Linked DNA regions of Danio rerio: region 2 is linked to region 1. Evidence: chromatin contacts called from public Hi-C data. All regions are on one chromosome and are shown on one strand. Each heading gives the region's core, a stretch centred on a gene start, on an enhancer-like site or on the middle of the called end of the contact. The rest is flanking DNA. Distances are from core to core; before and after follow the strand shown. Region 1 overlaps magi3a (membrane associated guanylate kinase, WW and PDZ domain containing 3a). Region 2 overlaps magi3a (membrane associated guanylate kinase, WW and PDZ domain containing 3a).

What was found. A called contact is a pair of places that touch in the nucleus more often than the background predicts.
Region 2: a Hi-C map of an unstated tissue shows a contact between it and region 1, with 1.6 times the contacts expected there. The contact joins two enhancer-like sites. A contact is called at or near these places in 1 of 18 Hi-C or Micro-C datasets (an unstated tissue) and 1 of 4 datasets of contacts at active chromatin or transcription factors (caudal fin).

The regions. Positions count from the first base shown.
Region 1 is chr23:29,185,094-29,189,296 of GRCz12tu, forward strand. The region is part of intron 9 of magi3a (membrane associated guanylate kinase, WW and PDZ domain containing 3a); the gene reads right to left. Among named protein-coding and RNA genes, the nearest start is that of rsbn1, 49 kb to the left of the region's middle. Within about 2 kb of position 1,873, at least 6 of the 62 cell types and tissues checked have an H3K27ac peak or open chromatin away from gene starts, as enhancers often do.
Region 2 is chr23:29,364,738-29,368,736 of GRCz12tu, forward strand. The region is part of intron 1 of magi3a (membrane associated guanylate kinase, WW and PDZ domain containing 3a); the gene reads right to left. Among named protein-coding and RNA genes, the nearest start is that of magi3a, 41 kb to the right of the region's middle. Within about 2 kb of position 2,529, at least 7 of the 62 cell types and tissues checked have an H3K27ac peak or open chromatin away from gene starts, as enhancers often do.

The DNA.
Region 1 (4,203 bases), core at 623-3,122:
TTATTATTTTTTTATTGTTATGTTTGCAGGTTTAGTACTTAAGTTTCCAGACAAAAGTAATTGACTAACAGTAGTTTAATTTGTCTCTAAACCCCTTTTATATATATATATATATATATATATATATATATATATATATATATATATATATATATATATATATATATATATATATATATATATATATATTTATATATAATATATTATAATATATTATATTAATATATATATATATATATATATATATATATATATATATATATATATATATATATATATATATATTTTATATATTTATATATATATAAATACTAGTAATGAAGTCAGAATTACTAGCCTCCCCATTTGAATTTATTTTCTTTTTAAAAATTTTCCCAATTGATGTTTAACAGAGCAAAGAAATTTTCACAGTATGTCTGATAATATTTATTGTTTTATTTCGGCTAGAAAAAAAACTGTTTTTAATAAAAATGTATATATATGAATTTTAAGAACAATACAATTAGCTACTTTAAGCTATATATTTTTTTCATTTGTCACTTTAAGCTGTATAGAAGTGGTGTCTTGAAAAATATCTATTCAAATATTATTTACTGTCACCATGGCAAAGAAAAAAATTAATCAGTTTCATAAATCGGGACTGTTTTGAGCATAAATTACAAATATAAATATGAAACGCAATGTGTTTAAATTAACAATTTAATTTGGGTCACACTTTCCAATAAGGTTCATTAGTTAATGTTAATTAATGCATTTACTAACATGAACAAACAATGAACAATACATTTACTCTTGTATTTGTTCATGCTAGTTAACGTTAGTTAATGAAAATACAGTAGTTCATTGTTAGTTCATGTTAACTCATGGTGCATTAACTAATGTTAACAAGTTTGTACTTGGATGTTAATAATGCATTATTAAATGTTCAATTATGATTAATAAATGCTGTACATGTGTTGTTCATGATTAGTTCATGTTAGTAAATGCATTAACTAATGAACCTTATTGTAAAGTGTTACCTAAATTTGTGTTAAATTTGTGCTTATTGGAATATTGTGTTTAACAATTCATTAAACAGCAAAAAAGCAGTTGCAGTGGATTTTCTTATATATACCTACTTCTGGACAATCTAAAGCAGCACTGCATCCTTAACCAGATAGTTAATCCAAAACAACTATTAATTGAACCCAAAACAAAATATTTCCAAAAAATATTTATGGAAAAAAAAAAAAAACAACTATTGTCATCCATAGTAGCAACAAAAAATACTACGAGAGTATTTTCCCAGCATTTTTCAGTATACATTCCTACATGTTCAACCAGAAAGAAACTCAAACTGCATCAAACTGCTTCGGAACAAGTTCATTTTTGGGTGAACTATCTAGTAGTCTACACAACTTAAGAGCTATGGCATTAGCTTTAGCTTATCATCATGCTAATGCACTTCATATAAAGAGCGTTGTTTATGTTTAAGTATAGTTTCCATCTCAGCGGACTCTTCTAAATCAGTTTCTAATAAGATTTTATTACGCGTGGTGTTTTTGAAGGCTGTTGTGCATGTGGACACTGTGCAGCTGACTGTGATCTGGGATCGGTTTCAGCTCAAACACAGATCCTGCCACTGTGTTTAAACTGTTCATTTCGAGTCTTGGCTCCTTCTGTTATACTCTGGGGAAAGCGAACGAGTATGATATTCAGTGATAAAGAGCCAGTGGCCACAGATCCATTACTCCAGCTCAAGTCAATGATCCGCTCAGTCGGTGCAGTCTAGTCTGTCTATCTAATGGTGAATGTGTCTATTGATCAGTGCAGAGGACGGTGGGGGGATTCCTGTATGCTTTTGTACTCTGGAACAATCAATGGCATCCGTCCAGGCGCGCTTCACTTCTTGAAAGCGATTGTTCTACCTGAGTCATCCTGCTGCTCATACTGTAATACCGGCACACCATCTGCCAAAGATTCTTTCAGGAGCATCATAGCTTTCTACTGTAAGTCAAGACAATCTTATGGGTGAAATTAGATGTTATGTTTATGAAAAAGCTATATTATTTCTTACTGGCTATCTGATGAATATTGCATAAGAAAACCTGAATAATATAAAGTAAGAAAAAAGCAATTTTCAGAGTATATATTCAGATTCATTCATATTTTTAAGGTTATTAAAAACATAGTCAAACCCAAAAAGCAATATTTTATTACTTATGTCATTATAAAATGCTTCATTCATTTTTAGAACACAAATTAGGTTATTTTAAATGAAATTCCAGAGCTTTCTCATATTTGCTATGTACAATATGATGCTTGAATGTAGCACTACAGACTCTAATAGCTATACGTGATATTGCCTGTAGTAAATGCACACCTTGACGAGAATGCAGGAGCAAGCTTTAATGCATAAACATTAGACATTGGTGAATGAGCCATGTTTACATTTATTTTTAACACAAAAAAATGTTCTCTGGCTTTAGTTTGATTATGGTTAAACCAATGAAGTCCCACAGAATGTTTTAGTTAAAGTTCTGAACTTCTCTGCCGTTTATGGAGGCCAGAGAGCTCTCAGATTTCATCTAAAGTATCTTAATTTGTGTTCTCAAGCAACTGGAAAGACATAGAGAGAGTAATTAATAACATAATTCTTATTTTGGATAAACTAGTCCTCAATACTTTTAATAATAAATTACAATATATTATAATAATAATAAACTAGGAAATCAATTTGATTATTCGTTAAAGGGATAGTTCATCCAAAAATGAAAATGTGCCCAATATTAACTTTCCCACAAGTGGTTTCAAACCTTTATGAGTTTCTTTATTCTGATGAACACAAAATAAGATATTCTGAAGAATGTTGAAAGAGTGTAACCATTGTCTTACATACCAGGAAAAACAAATACTATGGAAGTCAATGTTTACAGATTCGTTATGCTTCAAAATATATTCTTTTGTGTTCAAGAGACGAAAGAAACTCAAGTTTTGAATAAGATAATAGTAAATAAATTATGAATTTTTGACTTGTGACATTTGACTTGTGTCCTCTGCAATGGACATTGCGTTTTCATCAATGTACTTTGAATTTTTTGAGCTACTCTGTCAAGTCCGGTTGTACTGTTCAGAGGGCATCCTGGGGTTTCTAGTGACATGACATTTGATTGGCTGGCATGGTAGGAACCACTTCTCACACTGCATCAAAAATGGCGGACGTACAAAAAAGCACATTTTAGGAAGGAAAGAGTAAAATTTAGCTTTTTAAATGGTATTGTACTACTATTATTATTATTATTACATGTGTAATTGTTTATTAAAGTGTCAGGAACAATACATTTAGCTTTCAAAGCTGTTAACTTGTTTGTGTTTCAAAATATCATCCTTTTTTAAACGTCCACTACAGTGGACATCAGGACCATCTTAATTTAATTAATGACTGCATGTTGTAGGAGGCAGAACTGAGGCAGAGAGGATTCTTTATAAAATAGTTGAGGGAGACTCTGATTTAGAGTATGACAATCAGACAATTAGAGAATTAGAGACAATTAAAGAATGACAATCAGTTTTAAATCACCTTTATGTTAAATTTCTTCTTAAGTTAAATCACTTCTTTTTTTGAGTTTGGCTCTCTTTCAGACTAAACTGTTTTAAGAATTTCAATACAAAAGGAAAAAAATGTCTTTTGTTTTGTTATCGTTGCATGAATATAGGATTTTTATCCCTTTTCAGCCATATCCTGTACAGTTTTGTTGTCTGAGTGGCAGTTGTTTTGAACTTAAGTGGTCCTGTGGTCCACAAAAGTGGACATGCTGTAAAACTAAAAATAAAAACAAAATGTAAAAACTCTAAATTGTATCATATTTTTTTTACCCAAAGGATGTAGGAAATCACAGAAAAAAAGAAAAACGATTCTTGGGGTCTCGGGTTGATTTATTTTTATTTTAATTTAAACTTTTTAAATTAATCCCCATCCTAAAATCACATGCAAACACAACCATTCTTTGCTTTGCATGTCGTTCAGATGCTCTCTTCCTATCAGCGCGTAGTTACTTCGCCCAAATCACCTTTAATGAGGATCAAACTTTATGGTGCAAGTCTAAAGTCTGGCCATGCAAAACAAACAGCAAATAAACATAAGTAAACAGTGAGAGTCTACAATTAAACTTCTCTTAATAAAGGATAAATGTTACGGCGGGTCAAAAACAGGCTCATAAACAC
Region 2 (3,999 bases), core at 1,279-3,778, 180 kb after region 1:
ACTTAAAAACCATCACGGATGAAGAAAACAATTAAAACAAAATGAAAGTGCTTTATTTAATACTCTGCAATTATTTGTATTATTTTTTGTGCACTCATTTATTTATTTCTTTTTTGGTTCTTTTTCTTTCTCATTGTCTTTCTTTTGCTTTACCTTTATTGTATTTCTTTGAAACTGTCACATTTCTCTTGTTGCAAAAAAAGTTATATTTGTATTACTTGTACTATACCTCTATCTATTTGTATTTCTATATGTTGTAATTGCCTGCTTTTGTAATTTGTTGTTGCAATAAAAATAATAATAATGATAAAAAAATAAAAATTTTAATCACATGCAATGACTCAATTGGTAAGAAGACACGTGCAGTCCCGTACTCGATATTATGCACACCCTACAGCAGCCACAGCATGTGAGAAGGTAAATGATACACTACTTGAGGGGCATGAGTGATCAATAAGCTTGCGTCGCAACAGCTAAAATATAAACAGATGCGGTGCGACTTGTTTTTACAGTTTATTGGCGCAATTATTTTATTAGTCTACCATTTTGTTTATGAACAGTTTATAATACAACTTGTTGCAATAAACAGTAGTTTATAGGCATATTTCATTTTAGTAAAAAAGTAATGGATTTTTAGGTGTGCATTTTAACTTCTTACGCATCAAATATGCATTCCAAACTTTTTCTTGAATGAGACATGTTAATTTATTTTATTTATTTATTATTATTTTTTTTTTTGTCATTTGTAATTTTTCCTAATTGCATTGTTTGAAATTTTTCCTAACAATTTTTATGTTTGTGTTATATTATTTTCTGTAAAGCTGCTTATGGCCATGACACACTTAATGGTTAAAAGAGGTGTGTTTAAGGGTATTACATGGAGCATCCTTAATTTATTCCCTTAGGTAAGGAGAGATCTCCACCTAAGTATCATACTTGGGCTGAAAATGTGCTTTAGCAATAGTTAGATTAAGGTGTATACTCCACATGTCTTAATCCAATTTCTGTTTAGTTTGATTATGACCCTAATCAGATTAAATTATTGTCTTAATTGTATTAAAATCGGATCATTGGTGTCCATTTAAATGTATTCACAGTGGCATGGTTTAATCTGTGGGGTCATGCCAAAGCCAATAATGGGAAACTTTTTGGTAACACTTTATTTTGATGGTCCATTTGAGTATTAGTAGACTGTCTGCTTAATATCTGTTGATACTGCTCCTTCAACAGACTATAGGAAAATTAACAAGTACATGTCAACTAAACTAACCCTTACATTACACAGGCTAACCCCAACCTAACAGTCTACTTAGAATCTAATGAGAATTAGTTGGCATGTAGATGCAATGTGACTTATATTCAACATACAGACCATCAAAAAAACCTGACCAACTTTATGCGTTTTGCCTAATTGTCTTCATTTACACAAAGATTCAACCTCAATATTTGGCCTACACGTGTCAAATTTAAACAATTATTTCACCTGTTGCCATCTCATTAAGTCTTGAAGAGCCTTTGATGAAGAGCAAATGAGAACCATTTGCTTTAATCAATCAGTATTAGAGATTATTATTTAGACTTTTAGAGTCACTTTGCCAAGCAATTCAATCCCAATCCAATTTCATTTTATTAGGTCAAAGAGGAACCTCGTAACTTAATACACTTTTCAATTTTGTTTTCATCAGAAAATCTTTAAGTGTCTATCTTTCAAACTGTTCAAAGAAAATGACCCTTATCTGAAGAGCTACAACTGCTCAAATCGTCCTCATCGTTCACAGCTTGTAACACCTTTAACATGCGCAAACACAAATACCATCCTTCAAAAGCATGATGTGCTTTTTTAAAGGCTCACGACACATGCTGTAGACATTTGCACATTGTCTTTAGGAGAGGTAAATATAGCTTAGGCAGCTGCTAATGAATGCCAGGCATTTGTCTATCCATGCATCCTTGACAAAGAGATAACCCACTTCATTGAGTTCCCCTGGGATGAAAACGACAGCACAATAAACAGTGGGAACCATTCACAAGTCATTTTTCACAAGCCCAAGCTGCAACAGCAGGGTAGGTAGTAAAATGAGTCATTGTGCTCGAAAAATGATAGGGTTGCTAGACACGGCGAGACGCATTAAATATAAATGAAACACCACAGGTAGAATAAACGAAGAGAGACATCGGATTCAAACAGCGAATGCAGGTAATTGTCATCAAGTCCACATGCTTCATTTACAAACTCAAATTAAAACTCTTTTATAAGTGCTTCTGTTTAAATGTTTTCACACGGCAACCTCTAGTTAATAATTAAAACCCTACTTTGTGTAGAAACTAATGAGAGAGATATTGAAACATTCTAGTGACAAATAAAAAGCCTTGATCTGCAAGCATCTTTAAAACCCTAATGTCCAAAAGTCACGACCAGCTGACTGTGAGTTCAAGGCATTCTGCAGGTTTTGTGCTTTGCTGATGTGCCTTTGCCTCCAGTCAGGCTGGTTTCAAAGCCAGGTAATGGCGCCATGCTAAGGGGAATCACAAAGAACACTAATTAGCTTCCCTTCAGAGCTTCCACCTGTTAACAACGCCCTGGATGGTTTGAACGAACATCCACACAGACTCTGAGATCAGTTTCACTACTGATCTGTCAGGCTGCCGGTAACAAGGTGTCTAGGTTTTGTTACCGTCTGTGAGGTCCATTTCAAACTCATCCCATCTGTCTAGGGTGAATCGAGATGACTGTTTGTTTTCATCCTGCAAAGTGAGCTAAAAATGCAACAGGCAACATTTCTTCATTGTTGATACATTTCTTCAAAAGACACTGATTGTTGAGTTAATATCTTCGAAAAGGAAAACCAACTCCACAAACACAATAATTATCTCGTCTTCAATCAGGTGTAAACGAATGATGGTGCTTTGTTGGAGGCTGTGGAGAGATCTGGAAATACAGGCTTTAAGCGGAAACACAATATGTACAGTTACTCCCCGAAACCCACGAACTGGAGCAGCTAGTTTTCCGCTAGAGTCATTTCTCATCAATCAGACAAACTGGAAGGACTGTTTTCATGAAGTAAACATTGATATGACCTAAAAATGACCCCTCCCCAAAAACTGAACCCATTCTGTTGCTCTCCAATTAAGCAGAGAATCACACTGATGTGAACCTCAGCTTGCAGCCCAATTCACTAGCACAACTCATACTATCAGGGAAAACAAGAAATTTAATGAGGGGGAAAAACTGAGCTTTTTAGCATGAATTGGGAATCATGGAAGGAGTCAAATGAAGTCAGAACCAGAGAGAGCTTTTCTAACGAGTGTGTTCTGAAACACAAGAAATCTTTCTTGGTTATAAAGCTTGCAGTGTTTGAAATGTGCTAAAATGACACCTAATGATGTTTGAAATCAGCATGAAATGAAAATCTATTTTCTAAATGCATGTTATTGATCTTGTTGTGAAAGATGCATCCTGGCATATGGCTTAAATTTTCCCTAATACATTTTAAATTCTGGTGAAATGACTTTCTCTGGTGACATACCTGGACTTCTCCAAGCATTTTGTTCACACAAACCCTGTCCTTTCCTAACAATTGCCTCCATACAATTCACAAATTTGCCAATTTTAGCCATGAATGTGTGACAATATGTAAGAAAAGATATATCTCAGATTCTATGATCCTTTGTGGCCTGAGGATATGTTTACATGTCATAGATGGAAAAGTTTTTCCCTTGTTTTTTTTTTGTTTTTTTGTCACTTTTGGCTATGCAATTGCAAAATTGTCCCCTATATACCCTCATTGCCTACCTACAGTACATTAAGGAGTGAATGAAAACTATTAAGCAAATTTTAACAGGTACAGTGTACAGCCTTTCCTAAACACTCTATTGCAGGATTTATGCTTGATGCAACTGTCAGTTCAAGTAGCAATGAAAATAGTTATCTTAACTCTTTTAAGCAAACTATATATATATATATATATATATATATATATATATATATATATATATATA